Regions from separate parts of the Mus musculus genome. Here regions 1 and 2 are each linked to region 3. The links are chromatin contacts, called in public HiChIP or PLAC-seq maps. All regions are on one chromosome and are shown on one strand. The core of a region is the stretch at or near the end of the contact, and the rest is flanking DNA. Distances in the headings are between cores, read along the strand shown. Region 1 holds the start of P4hb (prolyl 4-hydroxylase, beta polypeptide). Region 2 overlaps Gm39486 (a long non-coding RNA gene). Region 3 overlaps Nploc4 (NPL4 homolog, ubiquitin recognition factor).

Region 1 (3,364 bases), core at 834-3,333, 170 kb before region 3:
TTAAACTATCACACTCAACTCCCTCCCCTGCCCTGTTCTTTTCCCTTCCATAGACAAAACATCCCACGCCTAGCATTTAATTACCAAAATCCTGAAACTTTTTTTTTTTTTTTTTTTTTTTTTTTTGAGACAAGGTCTCAAGTAGCCCATGTTGTCCTTCAGCTCCTGGTATATTTTACTATACCTGTAATTCCAGTCATTTAGGAGGCAGAGGCAGTACAATTGCTCAAAGTTCGAGAGGCCAGGCTAGTCTACATAGTGAGTTTCAAAAAAATATATAGGGCTAAAGAAGGGGGACAGGGGAGACACAAAAACAAGACAGAAAGAGCTAATCCACCTGCCTCTCTCAAATACTGGGATTACAAGGGAACACTGCCATACCAGCGAACATTCTTCTCTTTTTTCACTTTTTGAGACAGGGTTTCTGTGTAACCCTGGCTGTCCTAGAACTTGCTTTGTAGACCAGGGTGGCCACACACAGATCCAACTGCCTCTACCTCCTGAATACTGGGATTAAAGGTGTGCCACCAGTGGCCCGCTCTTTTGTCTCTAGTTCCAAATAATGGTTTCTAGAACAGCTCAAGGCAGCTAAAAAAATCACTGGGAGATAGCAGCATCATATATGAAGCTATTTCTATTGTACCCAAGTCAGGAATGTGTACAGGCACTAAAGATAGGCAGAGAAAAAACCAAGCACCTAGCCAAGCTGCTGCTAGATTAGGTACTCTTCCAGGGCAAATTCATTCATAGCTCTCCTAGGCCTGCAAAGTCATCCCGTATATACTCGAAGGTTTCCCAGTGAGCTCCGACCAGGATCTGACTCCCTCTCTGCCTACACTGAATGGGTTGGGGCACAAAGGACTTGGTCTTCAAGGGAAGAAACTCACACTAGATAAGAGGAGTTTCTAGTAGGAAAGGTAATACATGCATGTCCTTATTGACAACGTTGCTAAAGAAGCTACTGCCAGGCAGTGATGGCACACATCTTTGATGCCAGCACTCTGAGGAGGCAGAGGTAAATGGATCTCTGAGTCCAAGGCCAGGTTGGTGTCTATCGAGTTCCAGGGCTATACAGGAAAACACTGTCTTGAAAAACTAAAAACAATTAAAAAAAAAAAAACTATCAAAATACAAAACCATATGCCATATTTCTTGTTTTTTATCCATTTCTGAGAGCAGTGTAGTACTAGTCAATCTATATACTTAATATTTGGGTGTTTGCCTTTTCTAATGACCCTTGACAATCAGGATAGTTTTCGTAGTGGGAAGTGAAAAAAGAAGATGCTTCTAGGAGTGAGCTCCCGGGCTGGGCGTGGAGAGCAGGTCGGTTGACAGCCGGGGAGCAGTAAAGAAAGAGAAAGATGGACCGAACACGGACAGGGACTGCTCACAGCTGTAACTACAGCACCCAGTGGGCCGGTGCAGATCTTTTAAGTATTTCCTCGGGTTCCAGGCCAGCCTGTGTACAATGAGTTCCAAGTCACTAAGGGATAGAGACACAAAGTAGAAGATGATTCTGGAAAAGGAAGTCCAACCGAGACAAAATGTGACTCTCGTACGTAATGGAAAGGCTGATTCACAGAAGCCAAACCTTTTTATTATTCAGCCCAACGAACTCAAGAGCCATTTCAACATGTGGTCAGTATAAAGCGGACGGCACGGACTGCTTTCTCCACTTCCCCAGCAGCTTCCGCAGAGGTCTCGGGCACCGAATTCCGAATGGTGGACAGGAGCCTCGGACGACCACGGGGCGCCCGAGAAACGTGCCCGCGGCGTGGGGACACGCCTGGCAGCTACCGCAGCCGAGAAAAGCACAGAACACCGACCCCGAAACTAGGGTCCGTCACCCAAGACCTGGGCAGGGACCGCACGAGCCGCACGCGCACCGGAAGTGGCGTCCCTGGCTTCCTTGAGGAGACTTGGGGGCGGTGCCAGTACGGAAACGCGGTCCAGTCAGAATGCAACACGAGGGGCTTCGGAGGCGCAAGCGTAGCCCCGCCCAGGGGTCCGGGACTCCGCCCACTGCCACGTTCGACGGAGAATCGGGCTGGGTACGCGCATCTCTCCACCAATCAGGAGCCACGAGGCCGGGCAGCGGAAAGCCGCAGCCATTCCAGACGTGTGGAAGGCGTGGGAAAAGTCGCCAGTCAGAAGTCCAGAAAGAGAAAGTTGGCTTTCGCCAGCGAATCAGACGCTGGGGGACATTGGGTTTGTGCGCGCGCGCGCGCGCCGTGGCCAATCCCAGGCAAGAACCGAAAGGCCTCCGGGTCTTTGTCGACTTGGTGGCCCAGCCTTGAGTGGGTGTCCAGTCCCCGCACGGCGAGGGCGGGTCTCTCAGCTCCTTGGCCAATCGGAGGGCGCGGCGGGGCGCATGCGCACGGCGGCTGACGCGCGCAGCGAGGGGGAGGCGTGGGCGCGTCCCCGGCCCAGGATTTATAAAGGCGAGGTCTGGACCGACGCGCGCTCTCGTCGCCTTGGCTGTCCCGGCGGCGCCAACCCAACTGCCCCGCCCGCTGCAGACGTCCGACATGCTGAGCCGTGCTTTGCTGTGCCTAGCCCTGGCCTGGGCGGCTAGGGTGGGCGCCGACGCCCTGGAGGAGGAGGACAACGTCCTGGTGTTGAAGAAGAGCAACTTCGAGGAGGCGCTGGCGGCGCACAAGTACCTGCTGGTGGAGTTCTGTGAGTGCGCCGTGGGCCTGGGCGGGGGGGGAAGGGCCCCTTGTCCACGGACTCCTCCGGGCCGCCCTCTGCGGCACCCAGCACTGTCCTGCGCGGCCGGCCCCTCTTGAGTACGGTGGCCCGTAGCCCTCAGCTTGCCCCACGGAACACGGACTGGCCGGTCCAGAGCTGCACCTCGCGGGTAGCACCTACTGTAAGCTTCTCTGCTTCCAGTTGTCCCAAGAGCATCCTTCCTACCCAAAGTAGAAGTCGTTGTAGTCAGAGCTCATTGAGGGGGACTGCGGGATTGAGAATCAAGAAGGTATCTTTGTGCACGACGTCCACATGGCCAGAACCTTCTGTTAGCTGGGAAAAACAGAGTGGGCTGTGTGAGCAGTTAGCAGTTCCGATAGAGTAGATCAAACGCTCTTTACTATGCCCACCCTACCTGTAACTTGCCGTATACCGGGAAGCAAGCCAGATCTAAGCCTTTACTTCTGCTTACAAGTGTGTGAGCTCCAACACAGCTGCCAGGTTGCCTTGACAGATTGTCACATTCCCATAGTAGAAAGAACAGCTTTGGATAGGCATCTGGACACGTACTTGCTACATATAGTGCTGGCCCAGCAACCTTTTAACTTTTCCTAGATTCTGAGTGGTAAACCCCAGGTATACACTGACCCTGATTGCTGGGGGCAGTACGAAG
Region 2 (3,735 bases), core at 803-3,302, 250 kb after region 3:
ACACTGTGGGACAATGAGTTCTGCCTTGGAGACTGTCAGGGACCATTATAATCCTTGGCTGTGAGAGAATGCCTGTTGCTATGGAGTCTCTGGTAACCAGCAAGCAAGCAAGCTAAGATACCAGGGTCATTCTCCTGCAGCTAGGACCCAGGTATGACCCAGGCCTTTGCTGGCTGGCAGACTTTCCATGTCTACTAGACAGAGTACAGATGGAACAGGAGTTAGGCCAGGCCTGGCATAAATACCCTCCTGGCTTAGACATGGCCTCTCCTAAGCCCCCTTCCCACTGATCACCCTGGACAAGCCTTCTCTCCCTGCCCAGGCTCTGCCTCCATGCAAGTTACCTGCCCTCGCCCTTGCCAGCCCTGTCCTCAATGTAAGCCTATTGGAGCCCTGTGTGCTGCGACCTCTATCACTGCTTTCCTCTATCACTCTATCCTGGGATTTTCACCCCAGCTCTATCTGCATGGTCCTTGTCACAGCTGGGGAGCTGGGGAGCTGGGCCTGGGCCTGGGCCTGCTGCATTCCAGCATAGCCTCCCTGGGGCCACGGTACAGCGGGAGCACTGGGGAGGTGCAGGGAGTTCGGGTTGCAGCTGCTGCATGAGAACTTGGATACAGCCCAACAGTGCCCCAGGACTCTCAGCTGTGTCTGCTTGATCCTTGTACCCCAATGTCTCAGCCTAACAGAGAAGGAGCACCTGGAAGAGGCCTGGGGGTTGGCACCACAGGGGATCCAGCAAGCATTCAGAAATCCCTCATAGGGTGGGACTCGTCTGGGGTCCAGTTACCCTGTACCAGGAGGTCATCCCTTCCCTGGAGCTATAGGACTCATGTTTTCTAGATGAGTCCTGACTGGGGCACACTTTTGTAGGAGACAGGAGAACCCTCTGCTCTTTGGTCTGTTGATGGGACAAGCCAAAACTGAGTACAGTGGGTCTCTTGAGGTCTGGAATATAGCTCAGTGTAAAAGTAGGTGTCTAGCACATGCAAAGCCCTTAGGTTGCATCCTAGGTGCCTTGGGGGTGAGGTGGGGGAAAAGGAAGGACCCAGGCCCTGCCTGCCCATACTTCTGGAAGCCCTGAGCAAGGCATGGAGGGCATTGCTACCTCATCCCCGAGAAAGGCTTAGGGGACACTGGTCATTGGTATCCCATCCCTGAGCAAGGTATCAAAGGCTTTGGTCATTGGTATCCCATCCCTGAGCAAGGTATCAAAGGCTTTGGTCATTGGTATTCCATCCCTGGGCAAGGCACGGAGGCTACTGGTCATCTGCACCCTGTCTCTTCTACAATGCAGCATCTCTGCTTCCATGCATGGCCAGAGCCCTTGGTGGAGCCCTCTCCTGGCACTCCTGGGGATGGCGGTGAGTGAATCCAATGTGGTCCCTCTGTCTCTTATCCCAAGTCATCACCTGTGATGCAGTTTGAAGAGTAGGACATCTCAGTTCTGAGTTTTGCGATGGCCTGGCATTCCTGGGTCGCAGGGTTCCTGGGGTAGGTGTGTGGAGAGCTGAGTGCAGGCTGGCTGGACCTCAGGCCTGGTAACTCCACAAGGTCCTAGGCTGAGCTAAGGTGGCCCAGCCGTCCCCAGCTTGCCGTCCTAGTGTGGGAAGACTGAAGCCTGTGCTGGAGGCTGTGTTTCTGGGCCAGGCCTGTCCCTTGCTGAGGGTGTCAGGAGGAGGGTGTGCTTATACTCTGTCCCCTCTGTCCCTCCGTCTCTGAGGCTCTGCCTTTTGTCTAAACAAGATACATGGCATATGGATTTCCGGGGAGGGAGGCTGCGATGGCACCCCTGCTCAGGAGAAGTTGGCAAGGGTCTCTGGGGCAGCCTGTGTGTGCGTGCCCCACTGATGTAGGAGGTACAGACAGAAAGGCTCGATACACTGAGACCAAGCCCGCCTCTTTCTCTCATCTGGAGTTGTAAGAAAAGGAGAAAAAAAAAATGTAGATGAAAGCAGGTTTTCCACCTTGTCGGATTCTCCATGGCTTCCAGTAATTACAGACTAATAATGGAAGGTTCAGGGGACATTTCCTCCTGGTGGCCAAGATTATAATCTGCAGCCTTTGTCTGAGCTGGGGACATTTGCAAAGGTCACACTGTCAGGCTTCTGGGCAGGGGTGGGGGTGGACCACTCAAGCTCAGGCCCCACTTAGAAAAATTCCTGCGTCTGCTGGGACAAGGTGTCCCTGTGACCTCCCTCTCTCTGAGACTAGCAAGGGCTTGCACCTTAAGACCATGAGAGGAGAGGGTATAAGGGCCCAGTTCCCACTTCTCGTGAAGACCTACAAAGCAGTCCCTAAGGCCCTATCGAGGCTTTGCTCTAGGCCAGCGGGATGAAGGGCTGAGTGGTTGAAGGTGTGTTCAGTCTGTACTCTCCTTCCTAAGGCATGGGACACAGTGCGAGACTCCACACGGAAGCAGCCAGAAGTTATGGGAAATCTGCTCAGCTCACAGGTCAGACACAGGTATTGATTGCTACAGGGATGGGAGCTTTGGGATCACAGTGGCCTATGTGGTCTCCAGCACCTCCCTAAGCCTCAGGAAGGACCCACCAGCACAACTGAGGTGGAGGTGGGCTAAGGGAGGAAGGATGCTGGGGACAGCTTGGGGTGGACTGTGTACTGTGCAGGACACCTGCAGGGTCCTAGTGAGGGGACAGCATGGATGGAAATAATGCTGGCTTCTGTGTGGCAAGCAGAGGGGACCCCGTGAGGTGAGGACCACACTGTAGAGAAGCGACCCTGGAGAGGGGTCTGGGCTTATCAGTGCTCACTGCTGTGCAGCGCATGCGAGTTATCAACCTAGAAGGAGAGTTATCTTTGGCTCCTGGCATCAAAGGATCAGTCCATGGCCACTTTGCTTTGTTGCTTTGGCCCTAAGGGGTAAAGTCAATTGTGGTGGGGGTGGGGTCCTGGTAGAGGAAACCTACTCAACCTCACACAGTGAAGCAAGGAGATAAGCTGTGAGACAAAGGGCTCTTCCCTTTTGAGGGCAGACCCACAATGACCTAACTTCCTTACGTTAGTTAGGCTCCACCCCCTGAAGCTTCCTTGCTCCCTGAGAGTCGCTCGCATGACCCACAGTACGTGGATGGTCCTTTGTGGAGTTATCTAAGATCAAGTGTATATGATAGCAATGATAACCCAGACAGAGAGGCAGTGTCACAGGGAGTGGTCATGGATTCTGAAGATGAACTAGCCATGAGTTCCTGATTGGCAGTGAAGCCACAGATGATTCCACAAAGGCTGTGAGAACTTGAAACATTTCCCCTGCTCTCCAGGCAGCAGAGAGGAGGAGAGATAGCTGAGAACTCTTCACAAAAACCACCCCGCCTTTCTGGTTGACTGGGTCAGGTCCTGGTCATAAGAACATACCTGTCCTACCTGGCTGCCTTCATGCTCTTCCCTCTAGTCAGTGGCACATTCATTGGGTTCCCTGCAGACAACATCTGTCTTTCTCCTCCTGAGAAGACCCATTCCTTCCTCCCTCCCTTCCTTCCTTCTTTTCCTTCCTCCCTCCTCCTCCCCTTCTTCCTCTTTCTCCTCCTTTTCTTCCTCCCCCTCCTCTTCCTCTTCCTCTTCTTGGTTTTTTTAAGACAGGATTTCTCTGTGTAGCCCTGGTTTTCTGGAACTTGCTTTGTAGACCAGGCTGACCTGGAACTCATAGAAATCTAGGTGCATCTACCTCCTGAGTACTGGGGTTAAAGGTGTGCACCACCACTGTGTGGCTTTTTC
Region 3 (3,806 bases), core at 514-3,013:
TCTTTATGTCACTGCTACTTTCCAGCACGTGCTCCATTTTGCATGTGGCATTTCTAGCAGGTGCTTTGCATAGGAAATGAAAGTTAACTTGCCCAGACTCCTCAATGTCTTATTTAGCCTTTATGAAGTTTCCTGAAAGATAAGTAAACCATGTGGGTTTGTGCATGTTTCTTCTCCACTTGGCAAAGGAATGTGTGTAGCTCAAGCTACTTTCAGAGACTACCTGTGTGGACCAATATTACTCCCCCATCCCTTCTTTGTGATGTTTGGGATTGAACTCAGGGCTTCAAACTTGCTGGATATACTGAGCCATGGGGGGTGGGGGTGGGGATATGGTGGAGAGGTAAGGATCTCGTGTCATCCAGGCCAGCCTTAAACTCCCCATCCTCTTTTTTCCACTTTACAAGTACTGGAATTAGAAACATATATCACCAAGCCTGGTTTCTGATGCCTTTTTTAAAAAACAAACAAACAAACAAACAAACAAAAAACCAATGTTGTATTTATAGGTACTACTTACCACTCTCTTCTCACAAGGTTTTCTTTTCCTAATGACCTGTCACACTTAAATGACTGATCTGAACCCATTCCTGGTTTGTAGTGCCCAGAGGAAGCAGTAAGCAGTTGTGCACCCATGCTTGCCTGCATGTCTCCAGCTTTGGTCTCTGCTCTGTACTCTGAGCCACAGAGCTCAGGTATGGTGCCATGTTCTGTGTGTTACCAGATAAGCTGCACAGCTAAACCTGAATGTGCTCATGGCCGGAACTGTGGTCTGCTGAAGACGACAGATAACGGGCAAAGCTCTGAACAGGACAGTGGCAACTGTTTTCTCTGAGGGCTTGGTCACCAGCTGCAGCTGGCCTTCTGTGTATGAAGATGAATGGCTTAGGGGCCAACTTTTACCTTTGTCTTCTACACTTTTTTTATTGTGTTTCTGGGGTCTGGGTCAGATATGTATTTGAAAACCAGATTGACTGAATATCTGTCCTGATTTGTAACTTTAGCAAACTGAAATAATGGTAGGTTTTTTAAAAGTCTTTAGAGCTCTAAAAGAACAATGAGCATTGGCGTTTTCCTTGTGTAGTCCTGATTCTGGGATTACACCTACTTACTTAAGTTATACCCGTTACGTCCTCACCCCCTTAATTTCAGGGTCCAGTGTAACTGGCTGGGTGACTCTGAAATAGCCATTTATATTATCTTTGTCTTTAATGTTTTCTTTTTTAAAAATCATATTTTATTATAAATTACAATATTACAAATATGTAATTTTGTTACAGTCTACCTTTGTGTTTGTGGGCACACATATGACATTGTTTGTGGGCACACATATGACGTATCCTATAGAATGCATGCAGAGGTCCAAGACAATTTGCAGGAGTCAATTCTTTTTTTCATGTGGATTCTAGGGATCCAATTCAGGCAGGCAATAGGTGTCTTACTAACCTGTCTCTCCAGCTCCCTTAATGTTAGGTCTTTATGGATGGTGCTTGGAAAGAGGGATACTCTTCAGGGTTTGTATGTATCTTTAGTGTGGAGAGCTGTGAGTACTCTTGGGGTGCCCATTACTATTGGTCTGGGCAGTGTCCTGGCACTCACAGTATGAGATACTGGAGCACTGACTTGATCGGACCACATAGATTTCTGTAATCTGGAGATGCTGCATGGTTGATCTGCTTGTTAGCATCAGTTTTCTCTTTTCAGTTATTTGGAGAGAGAGAGTAGAGAGGCACATGGGAGCACTGTGGTGCACACATGGAAGTCAGTTCCTCTTTTTTGTGTGGGTTGTAGGTCTCAAATTCAGGCCAGTCTCCAGACTTGTGTGGCTGAGCCTTCTTTTCTTCTTCTTTTTTTTTTTTTTTTTTTTTTTTTTGAGACATTGTCATGAAGCCTAAGTTGACTTTGAACTTGCTCTGTAGTAGAGGATGACCTTGAATTTCTGATCCTCCTGCCTTCATCTCCCAAGGGCATTTACCACTATGCCTGGTTTATGCTGGAGAGTGAATCTAGGGCTCCATTATGCTAGACAAGAACTCTGCAACCCAGCCCCATATAGAGTCTGTTGTTACCCCACACCTGTACTTGCCAACCTCCTGCCTGCAAAGGAATGTGCGGTTACTCCTGACCTCCTTCACTGAGGGGCTAGAGCTGCCAGGATGTGGAACAGTGTCTGTCCTCCCACTTTTGTGTCCAAGCTGAGTCTGAGTCTGTGTGCTCTAACACACACACGCACACACACACAGTTCTGCAGATAGGGCTAGGGCCACCCTCCAGGTTACCCAGCATATTCTTGACTCTTTGCTTACTAGTGTTGGATGATGGGTGATGTGGAATGCTTCTAATTATGTTTCTTTCTTTTTTTTTTTTTTTTTTTTAATGTTTCTGGTAGCTTCTCTTAAAAGGTTTTTTTTTTTTTTTGCAGGTGGTCCTGACAACCAGGTTCACTTTGAAGGGTACCAGGTATCCAATCAGTGCATGGCACTAGTCCGAGATGAGTGTCTTCTACCTTGTAAGGATGCCCCTGAGCTTGGCTATGCTAAGGAGTCCAGCAGTGAGCAGTATGTTCCTGATGTGTTTTATAAGGTAAAGCAGAACAAGAATATTACATATATGTAGGGTGATGTGAGTCTCTTTGCCTCTTGTGGTTTTGCAATAGTTTGGAGTGTGACCTCATCCATTGTATTTTAAAGCTCAGCTGTGGATCAAGGCATCTGTCACATTCTGAAGCTTGTTACTCATGGGTGTGTGTGTGTGTGTGTGTGTGTGTGTGCGCGCGTGTGCGTGTGTGAGTGTGCGCGTGTGTGCGTATGGCATTGTGGGGTATAGACAGAAAAGGAACCAGACATGTTGGGTTTGAACATGTTACATCAGATCTCACTGTGCAGCCTCCTTTGTAAAGATGAGGTATTTGCGCCATTGTTAAGAATTCTGCTTGCTACACGGACCCAATTTTTTGTTGTGAGGCTTCCAAGAAAAAGAACAAATAATGGTAGGAAGGAAATATCATCAAATCAGACAGGCTTACAAGCATCCAGCAGAAACTTGAGTGAGAAGCCTGCTTGATGTGGTCACCTGGAGTTCCGATCAGAATTCCCCAGGCAGAGCAATATTTCCTTACGAGGCTTCCAAGTAAAAGAACAAATAGCAACAGACAAAGATAACATCAACCCAGGTGTTTACAACATCTGTAGAAGCCGATGGAGCTTTCTCTCCACAACTGCTGGACTTTGATCTCTTTCCCACTGTAGGCCTTTTATATCATGGGTGAATACAGTAATCTGGAAGTGACATCCTGCCCCCAAGGTCTTACTCTGGGCCTGTTCTGTTGGCTTCTTCTCCCTGTCACAGAGTTGGAAGCAACACATCACTAAATAGGAGAACTTTAGAAAACACTTTGAGAAAACGTGCTTGGATCTGAAATGGGGTGGGGCAACCCCACTTCCAAAGCCAGTTCTCAGTGAGCTCAAATTTCACAGGACAGTCTATTGATAAAATGTGCATTATAGCTTGACAGGATAAGGGTGTCATTGCTGCTCTGTTACCTACCTGCTGCCCTATCACCTGTTGGTTTGTTTTGTTTTGTTGAGTAGTTTGGCTGGCCTTTCTCTTAGGAATGGTTTTACTCTTGATTACTTTTGGTTCCTTGTGTACAGTCTTAATGTTGCCCAGGGACTCTCTTGGACCACTCATGATGCCTTTTTGTGTTTGCTTGTTATATAGCTCTATATATCTATTTGATTAAAAATTTTTTTTTAGAGGGGCAGCAGAGTCTTACAAGACAGTATGTAGACTGGGCTGGCCTCAAA

The links. HiChIP or PLAC-seq counts read pairs in DNA pulled down with a chosen protein or histone mark.
Region 1: a contact with region 3 is called in an H3K4me3 HiChIP or PLAC-seq map of the 230-238 cell line, with 13 read pairs. The contact joins the promoter of P4hb here to the enhancer-like site in region 3. A contact is called at or near these places in 1 of 39 promoter capture datasets (cranial neural crest), 2 of 484 Hi-C or Micro-C datasets (epiblasts and nephron progenitors), 2 of 115 datasets of contacts at active chromatin or transcription factors (the 230-238 cell line and embryonic stem cells) and 3 of 9 other capture datasets (adipose tissue, embryonic stem cells and pancreatic islet).
Region 2: a contact with region 3 is called in an H3K4me3 HiChIP or PLAC-seq map of bone marrow-derived macrophages, with 2.9 times the contacts expected there. The contact joins two enhancer-like sites. A contact is called at or near these places in 4 of 115 datasets of contacts at active chromatin or transcription factors (astrocytes, bone marrow-derived macrophages, embryonic basal ganglia and 1 more) and 1 of 9 other capture datasets (adipose tissue).

The regions. Positions count from the first base shown.
Region 1 is chr11:120,571,972-120,575,335 of GRCm38.p6, reverse strand. It overlaps P4hb (prolyl 4-hydroxylase, beta polypeptide), which reads left to right and starts at 2,083. Exons shown (of 11, transcript NM_011032.3): 1 at 2,083-2,679. The coding sequence starts at 2,529.
Region 2 is chr11:120,158,283-120,162,017 of GRCm38.p6, reverse strand. Gm39486 (a long non-coding RNA gene) reads left to right here. Exons shown (of 4, transcript XR_003949835.1): 3 at 2,387-2,466. Among named protein-coding and RNA genes, the nearest start is that of Gm39486, 5.3 kb to the left of the region's middle. Within about 2 kb of position 2,052, at least 85 of the 459 cell types and tissues checked have an H3K27ac peak or open chromatin away from gene starts, as enhancers often do. A contact at or near this core is called in bone marrow-derived macrophages, where this site is marked.
Region 3 is chr11:120,402,983-120,406,788 of GRCm38.p6, reverse strand. Nploc4 (NPL4 homolog, ubiquitin recognition factor) reads left to right here. Exons shown (of 17, transcript NM_001195023.1): 12 at 2,423-2,583. Among named protein-coding and RNA genes, the nearest start is that of Faap100, 26 kb to the right of the region's middle. Within about 2 kb of position 1,763, at least 28 of the 459 cell types and tissues checked have an H3K27ac peak or open chromatin away from gene starts, as enhancers often do. A contact at or near this core is called in the 230-238 cell line and bone marrow-derived macrophages, where this site is marked.